Regions from separate parts of the Mus musculus genome. Here all the other regions are linked to region 3. The links are chromatin contacts, called in public HiChIP or PLAC-seq and promoter capture Hi-C maps. All regions are on one chromosome and are shown on one strand. The core of a region is the stretch at or near the end of the contact, and the rest is flanking DNA. Distances in the headings are between cores, read along the strand shown. Region 1 has its middle 28 kb from the start of Gm46942. Region 2 holds the start of Fbxo21 (F-box protein 21). Region 3 holds the start of Hrk (harakiri, BCL2 interacting protein (contains only BH3 domain)).

Evidence for each region. HiChIP or PLAC-seq counts read pairs in DNA pulled down with a chosen protein or histone mark. Capture Hi-C pulls out chosen DNA fragments and counts their contacts.
Region 1: a contact with region 3 is called in an H3K4me3 HiChIP or PLAC-seq map of embryonic stem cells, with 19 read pairs. The contact joins the enhancer-like site here to the promoter of Hrk in region 3. A contact is called at or near these places in 2 of 484 Hi-C or Micro-C datasets (cortical neurons and embryonic stem cells), 2 of 115 datasets of contacts at active chromatin or transcription factors (bone marrow-derived macrophages and embryonic stem cells) and 2 of 9 other capture datasets (adipose tissue and pancreatic islet).
Region 2: a promoter capture Hi-C map of adipose tissue shows a contact between it and region 3. The contact joins the promoter of Fbxo21 here to the promoter of Hrk in region 3. A contact is called at or near these places in 5 of 39 promoter capture datasets (embryonic stem cells, hippocampal neurons, liver and 2 more), 3 of 115 datasets of contacts at active chromatin or transcription factors (effector CD8 T cells, embryonic stem cells and memory CD8 T cells) and 3 of 9 other capture datasets (adipose tissue, liver and pancreatic islet).

Annotation. Positions count from the first base shown.
Region 1 is chr5:118,330,725-118,333,424 of GRCm38.p6, forward strand. No RefSeq gene overlaps it. Among named protein-coding and RNA genes, the nearest start is that of Gm46942, 28 kb to the right of the region's middle. Within about 2 kb of position 1,272, at least 134 of the 459 cell types and tissues checked have an H3K27ac peak or open chromatin away from gene starts, as enhancers often do. A contact at or near this core is called in adipose tissue, bone marrow-derived macrophages, cortical neurons and 2 more, where this site is marked.
Region 2 is chr5:117,975,455-117,978,154 of GRCm38.p6, forward strand. It overlaps Fbxo21 (F-box protein 21), which reads left to right and starts at 1,316. Exons shown (of 12, transcript NM_001346588.1): 1 at 1,316-1,585; 2 at 2,404-2,539. The coding sequence starts at 1,347.
Region 3 is chr5:118,168,442-118,171,141 of GRCm38.p6, forward strand. Hrk (harakiri, BCL2 interacting protein (contains only BH3 domain)) reads left to right here and starts at 1,323. Exons shown (of 2, transcript NM_007545.2): 1 at 1,323-1,687. The coding sequence starts at 1,342. The coding sequence ends at 1,620.

The sequences.
Region 1 (2,700 bases), core at 22-2,521, 160 kb after region 3:
ATCTGGGTGAGGCAGAGAAGGCCCAGTTGGTGACTGAATTCTCACTAACCCACTCCTGGATGTGAACTTGCTCCTTCACTGGCCCCTCCTCAAACCATTTGCTAATTGCTCTTTCCCCTTCAGGAAGAATGACAAGCACAGATTGTCTCTAAGCCCCGCGGTTCAACCTCTTGAGATCTAGTGACTATTACTGCCTCTTTACACACCGTGGGAAACTGAGGCTTGGGGGGGGGGGAAGACAATTTGCCCGAGGTTTGGGGAGCGGGAGGGGCGGGGGGGGGGGGGAGCTGATGTCAGGCTGCAGGCCCAGAACTCTTGTGGCTTCTATTCTTTGTATCTTCCTTCTTTGAGACCAGACTGACATCAAGCTATGTAAAGTTGAACTTCTGATCCTCCTGCCTCTACCTCCCAGTGCTAGGAAGATAGGTATGTTTCCGCTATGCCCTGTTTATATGACATTCGGGAATCGAACCCAGGACTTCATGCATGTTGGGTAAGTGCTCTATCAGCTGACGTACATCTCCAGACACTTGGGGCTCCTGTTCATTCTGTGGCGATAAATATATCACTTCCACGAGGTCTAGACTGGGCAAGTGGACATGCAGAAAGAGCGTGTACTGCCCGCCAGGCCCACGCGCGACCTTCCATCCCACCTGCCTTAGGGGCTACTGTGGAATCCGAAAGAAATGGAGGCCGCGGAGTCACGTGGTTAGCTGATGCTGGTGTGGCTGCCTGCGGGGAAACCAAGCCCGGGCTTTGCCTGGTGATACCATCTGGTTTGTCTTTTCTGCACGTGGGAGCCCTGCTGTCCCTGAGGATGAATAATGGGGACAGGGAGTCTCAGGTCACCTAGCCACAGAGCACTTCTCCAGCGACTTGGCTCATGATCTTAACCACAAATCCGGGGGCCAGGATGAGGGGGACTATCGTCCCATCCATCTGAGAGGTGGGGAGAGGGACCCAGGGCCCCGGAATCCCACTGGAGACGCTACTGTCATCACAGGATGGGCAGCAGGTGGCGCCACGGCCCTGGTTTAACAAGGACAGTGGGCTGGAGGAAAAGGGGAGGGGGGGGGAATCCAGTATGAGAAGCTAGTGGAAAACAAGGACTTAAATGAACAATTTGTTCCAAAACATTTGCCTTGTAACGGGGTCATCTATAAACTCTGGGGTTTCCTGTTTGCAGTGGAGCAGGCTGGCCGGCGGGTGGTCTCCGTATTCCCTGCAGCCAGGGAGACTCTTTTGAAGGCTGGCTCAAGAGCTCAGGTCCTCTTCTCCACCCTCTGGGCCAGACTGGCTCTGAAATTTCCCAGCTTTTGTGCCCTTAAGTGAGATCCGGTGGCGGAAGCCGCCGGCGGCAGCAGCAGCAGCAGCGGCGGCGGTGGCGGCAGCGATCCGTCCTGCGATCCACTTTCCAGAACGTTAGGTTCCAAACACTGGGAGGAGGGCGGGCTGAACTCCGAAGTCATTTCCAGAGGAGAGGCGGACTCTGATCTCTGCCTACCCTCTGCCGTCGGCCTTGTGCCAAGGCAATAAAACGAGGGAAAACAATAAAATAAAAGAGGTGAAGGTGGCCGTCTGAGGGAGCTGCTGCGGTCACTGTGGCTGCGGAGGGAGATGCTTGGTCTCAAGCCCAGGCCTGGTTATTTGGGGCACAGAGGTGACATGACTTTCCGCTATTGGAATCACTTCATCATAGGCTCCGGGGCAGCCAGACAGGGTGGGGGCTAGGGGTGGGGGCTGTAAATCAAGTTGTCGTTGAGCCATGTGACCTGCGATGGGCATTTAATGTCTGTGAATGTCAGTTTCCTGTGTAGATAACTGGTGAACGGTAAACCCTGCCACGCCAGGAGTGATGCTCACAGATTACTTATAGCAGGGTCTTGGGTACCTCCGGAGGAGGTAAGCAAGTCTATCTTCTGTTGTTGAGAGCCAACAGGTTGTCCACATAGGCCACCACAGGGCTGGAAGCATTGAAGGGAAGGTAACTTACACAAAAACACCTTTGCTCATCTAATACAGGCATATATGACAGTGTCCTGCAAGATGACAGAGTAGAAAGTCCCTGTTACCTAGAGACAGTGGCTTAGTGTCTGTTGTACACACTGGTGAAGAAGCCCAGAGCTTCTGCTAGACAGCGAAGTGCTTAGTGCCCATTTGACCTTGACAAAGTGCCAATTTATGCATTCATGCATTTAAATTATTATTTTGAAGGGTTTTGTTGTTTTTCGTTTTTGTTTTTTGTTTCCTTTTGAGAAAACTATGTAGCCCTGTCTGGTCTGGCACTCAGAGATCCTCCTGCCTCCGCCTCTAAACTGCAGTGCTGAGATTAAAGGTGTGCGACACCACGGTTAGTTTTTGTTTGTCTGTTTGCTTGCCTGCTTGGTTCCTCTTTGGGAACAGATGTATACCACCCATCCCGGTGCCAACAACAAATCCCGGGCTCCTTCCATGCTAGGCACCTGAGCTGCAGTGCTCTGCCTCTATAAGCAAACATGGACTGTAGGGTTACCATGCCTTATGCCAGCAGTGGCTGGATATACATGCAGGGTAGCTTGGCTGGGCCTAGTGGCAGACACTTGTAATCCTAGCACATGGGAAGCTGAGGAAGAGGATGGTGAGTTCAAGGCCAGCTTGGTCTACATAATAAGATACTAGCTTAAAAAAAAGTCATGGCAGTGTGTGTGTGTGTGTGTGTGT
Region 2 (2,700 bases), core at 66-2,565, 190 kb before region 3:
GTTGAGTGGAAGACAATTAAAAGCAGACACCATGAACACCTCTAAAATCACACTCAGCATTTTGGGAGGCAGAGTCAAAGGGATCAGCGGCTTGAAGGAGCCCAGTCACACAGAGGAGAGCTCCCCACGATACTTCGACCTGCTTCAAATCAGGACATAGATTCAGGGGTTACTACTATTCTCCACACCATCATAGAGCTAGAAATAGGGGTCCCCAAAAACAAATAGTATGCTTGCCTCAGTACCCAGTGGAGAGTGAGTCACCCGTGGAGAAGGCCAAATCACTTCCAGGAAGTGCTTGGTATAAGATAGCCATTTTCAACAGCTTAATTTTGGGACTATGGCATGGCTGTAAAGTGCATGGCTAACCGGCACCAAGCCCTGGGTTTCACCCCCGCACTACCACCTCTGAAGTACATCTTGGTGGTGTATGCCTTTAATACAAGCTATGGGAGGTAAAGGCAGGGGGGCCAGAAACTCAAGGTCCTTCTCCAATACATAATTCAAGACCAGAGTGGACTACATCAGACTCTGTCTCAAATTGCTTTTGAGATCGGATCTTAATATAGATAGCCCAACTTTTGATCTGCGTGCCTCGGTCTCCTGAGAGCTGGGAATTAGGAAGTAAGCCACCATAGTCATTTTTAACTTTTAGTTATTGTCTATGTGGACTCATGTCCCATCGAGAAGGTGAAGGCCAAAGGGCAATTTTGTTTTGTTTTGTTTTGTTTTTCGAGACAGGGTTTCTCTGTGTAGCCCTGGCTGTCCTGAAACTCACTCTGTAGACCAGGCTGGCCTCGAACTTGGAAACCCACCTGCTTCTGCCTCCCAAGTGCTGGGATTAAAGGCGTGCGCCACCACTGCCCGGGCAACCTCGATATATTTATTTTCGAGACAGGGTTTCTCTGTGTATCTCTGGCTGTCATGGAACTCGCTCTATAGCTGAGGCTAGCCTCGAACTCTGAGATCTGCCTACTTCCACCTCCTAAATGCGGAGATCAAAGGTGCCACCGCCTCCCCGAATTTGCGTGTCATCCTAGGCGCAGCATCCATGCAAATCTCTGCATCGTTCCAGTTTTAGTATCTGCGCTGCCGAAGACGAGCACCCAGCTATCATTTTTAAAAATGCCCCTGGGAGAATCAGGACGCGAAAGGACCATTTATCTCTGCAGCAGCAGCCAGCTCTCGCCTCTGGCTCTTCCCAGTCCTCCAAGCGGAGTGGGCGGGACCCCCTGGCGTGGGCGGGGCGTTCCCAGCCACTCCCCCTGAGGGCGTGGTACGGCTTCTTAGGCTCCTATCGCGCGCGCGCCCGCCCGCACAGCGGCCCCCTCAGGTACGCGGACAAGATGGCGTCGGTAGCGGGGGACAGCGCTATGGAGGTGGTGCCGGCGCTGGCCGAGGAGGCCGCGGCTGAGGCGACGGGCCCCAGCTGCCTGGTGCAGCTGCCGGGCGAGGTGCTGGAGTACATCCTGTGCAGCGGCTCGCTCACGGCGCTGGACATCGGCCGCGTGTCCAGCACCTGCCGCCGCCTGCGCGAGGTGTGCCAGAGCAGCGGGCAGGTGTGGAAGGAGCAGTTCCGGGTGAGGTGAGCGAGCATCCCGTTCCCGGGACCCGCAGAGCCCCTCGGCGCCGGGCCTCGCGTGGGGCCCCACCCCGCCACCCTCCGGGCCTCCGGGCCGCGCGCCGCCCTCTTCCCGCGGCCGCAGACAAAGGCCTGCCTGCAGCCCGGGGGGCCCCCTCCGGAGCTCCGATGGGGTCGCGGCAGCCGCCCGAGGCCGGGGCCTCCGGAGCGCTCCGCCCCGGGGGGCTGCGGCCTTCACGCGCCTCCCGGCTGCAGGAGGAGGCGCATCTTTTGTGGCCGCTGCAGGATGTTGACGTGCAGGCAAAGCAGCGGTGCGTGCATTCCTGGCTAGCTCCTTAGGATGCCGGCATCGGACCTGCCAGTCCAGCTCGTGACCTTGGGGGTGGAGGGGGTGATGTCGGTCCACCTCCCTTCTCCAGAGCCTGGGTCTCCTGGTCGGTGATGAGACCCCCCCTCCTTTTTTTTTTTTTCCCATTATGGGGAATCAAATAAGATGAGGCCCGGGTTTGCAGGGCCTGATGCTGAGGGAGGCGCGCCATCCACGAGAACCGTTAGCATCACTGTGATTGTGGCCAGCGCAGAGATTGGGGGGCGGAGGGGGGGCGGCGGCTACTGGTGGTAGAAACGCTGCCTTTCGTGTCGCCACGCCAAGGTCACTGCATCTGAGTAGTGAGGGAATGCATTGCATACGCTATGATTATTGCAACTAGAGCCTCTGCCAAGTCCACCCCCCCCCCCTTGCCCGCAGACTCCTCCGTGGTTTTTTGCAGTCTCTGCGGAGCTGAGAAAGGGTGTTTTCTCTCCCCCCCCCCCCCTTATAGGTGGCCCTCCCTGATGAAGCACTACAGCCCCACCGACTACGTCAATTGGTTAGAGGAATATAAAGTTCGGCAGAAAGCTGGGTTAGAAGCCCGGAAGATTGTAGCTTCCTTCTCCAAGCGGTTCTTTTCAGAGCACGTAAGCATCAGGCTTGGTCATGCTCTGTGTGTGTGTGTGTGTGTGTGTGTGTGTGTGTGTATGTGTGTTCGTGCGCGCACGCGCTCGTTCGTGTGTGCCTGCCATAGCTTTTCAGCTCTTGTTCCTATTTCCCTTTTCACTGCTCACACAGCCCTTTGCTT
Region 3 (2,700 bases), core at 73-2,572:
AGAAATCTGCCTGCCTCTGCCTCCCAAGTGTTGGGATTAAAGGCGTGTACAACCACTGCTCGACTTGTTTTCTGTTTGAATACGTCTGTCTATCTCCTATCTATCTATCTATCTATCTATCTATCTATCTATCTATCTATCTATCTATCTATCTATCTTATGTGCATACACATAGGGTAGTACATATGGAGGTCAGAGGACAATCTGTGGGTATCAGATTTCTGTCTTTGGAACACACGGATTCACAGGACTGAAATTAAGTCATCAGGTTCGGTTGCAAGCACCTTTACCCACAGAGGCATCCCTGACTCTTTGGGGTTTTTAAATAAAGGATTCTCTCTGTAACTGTGGCTGGCCTGAAACCACTATATGGACCAGGTTGTATATGGACCACTTCCCTGCTCCTTCAGGCCCCAATCCCAAAGCTGTCCAAAATCCAGTGGCTTGGACATGGTGGGCGGGTCTCTCTAGCACCCTAAGGAGTCCCAGGAGCCTCCTCACTGGTCGGCACCCTCCCCAGAGGACTTCCCAGGCTGGAGCTGGAGCAAAACTGGATTGGTCTTCCTTTGGGTTAGGTAACCTCACTGGGCACCAAGGCAAAGCCTTACAGGGTCGCCAGCAAACTCTGACCCCGTTTGAAAAGATAAAGCCTACAAAGTAAGCAGGCTGCAAGAACTTCTCTCTAGAACCACGTTCTTGGGTGGGGGGTGGGGGGTGGGGAGATGTCTTGAGTGCAAAGGCGACTCGCCCAAGTTGGAGTCCAACCCATCCCGGGTCCCCCGCCTTCATTTCAGGGTTCAGGCTCCCACCCCGGGGTGCGCTTAAGTCAGGTCACCAGAAGGGGGTGCGAACGCGTGTCAGGAATGTGTGCACCCACCCGGAGGCTGACAGGTGCGGAGGCTGTCCCGAAACAGGGCAAGTCGGCTTGAACCCTGCCTCCCACCACCCAGGCCACACAACAGCCCGGGGATCTTTTCGCATTACGGCCGAATTCTCCCGGAGCTCAATTCACAGTGCGCACCGAGCTGGCTTTCCAGGCTATCTCCGAGCTGGAGCCTCCCGCAGCCCGGGAAGCGAAACAGCGGACCCCGGGCCAGCATTCCCGAAGCCCCGCATCCCTGCCTGTCCCCGCCCTGCCGGCGTCTCGAGGGTTAAAAGTTACCTCTCGGCTTTTTCTCCTGCACACACTCCCCACCCCCCGGGCCGGATGATGTAACCCCCTCCCCGCGCCCTCCCCGCCCCCTCCACCATGTGACACTTTAATTAATAATAGCGCCGTCAGCACAACAAACGCGCGGTGAAGGGCGAAACTTGGGGTCCAGGGAGGCTCCTCCGCACGCCATGTGCCCGTGTCCCCGGCATCGCGGCCGCGGGCCCCCGGCCGTGTGCGGTTGCGGCGACGCTCGCCCCGGGCTGCGCTGGGCGGCGGCGCAGGTGACCGCGCTGCGGCTGCAGGCGCTGGGCGACGAGCTGCACCGACGCGCCATGCGGCGTCGCGCGCGGCCCCGGGACCCGCTGCCCGCGCTGCTGCCCGCGCTCCGCGCCCGCTGGCCCTGGCTGTGCGCGGCCGCGCAGGTGGCGGCGCTGGCGGCCTGGCTGCTCGGCAGGCGGAGCGCGTAGGCGGCGCGCGCGGGGCCTTCTTGGTGGGGGGGACCGGAGCCGAGACCCAGCCCGGACCGAGCAACAGGTACGCGGGCAAGCGGGCGGGAGAGCGACAGCGACAGCGGGAGCCAGGGCTCCTCGGCGAGGAACAGCGGACCCGGTCTCCTACTCTTCGCTTGCCCTCTGTCCCTCTTTATCCAGACCCCGAGTATCTGCTCCGCCTCATCCCCCCTACTCTCTCTCTCTCTCTCTCTCTCTCTCTCTCTCTCTCTCCCTCTCCCTCCCTCTCTTCCCTCATTCTCTCTCCTCCTCCCTCTGTTCCTCTCTCCTTTCTCTCTTCTCTTCCTCCCTTCTCCTTCCCCCTCTCTCTTCTCTCCCTCTCTCTCTTCCTCCCTCCTTCCTCTCTCTCCCTCTCTCCTTCCCTCCTTCATCTCTCTCCTCTCTTCTTTCCCTCCACTCTCCATCTCCACTCTCTCCCCCTCTCTCCTTCCTCTCCCTTTCCTTTCCCTCTCTCTCTCCTCTTTTTCCTTCCCTCCTCCCCTTCTCCTTCCTCTCCCTTTCCTTTCCCTCTCTCTCTCCTCTTTTTCCTTACCTCCTCCCCCTCTCCTCCCGCTCCCCTGTCTCTGTTCTGTCTTCACTCTCCCCCCCCTCCCCACTCCTCTCTCTTCTCCCTCACTCTCATCTCTCTTCAGTGTTTTCACTCTCTTCTTTCTCCAATCCCCTGGCTCACGTTATTCTTCCCCTTGTGTAGCTCTCCTCTGCCTTTCCACTTTCTCCTGTTTTCCCTTTCTCCAGTCTGCTTTCTCTCTCCTCTCCCACTACCCCGTGTCCCCCCTTCCTTCTCCACCTCTCTCTCTCTCCCCCCCTTCTCTCTCTCCTCACTGTCCCCTCTCTCCTTTCTCCCTCTTCTCTCTCCTCCTCCTTCCTCTGCAGCATAGTGGTTTTAGAAGGACGTAAGCCACCACAATCGCTGCCAGCCCCAGTAAACACACGCAGTAGAACTGCACCAGTCCGAGCTAAGAGTCTCCCCTAATTATGCACCACAGGTTCTCGAGTCCCCGGCCCTTTTCAAACCGCCTGGTATTCCAACTTGACCAG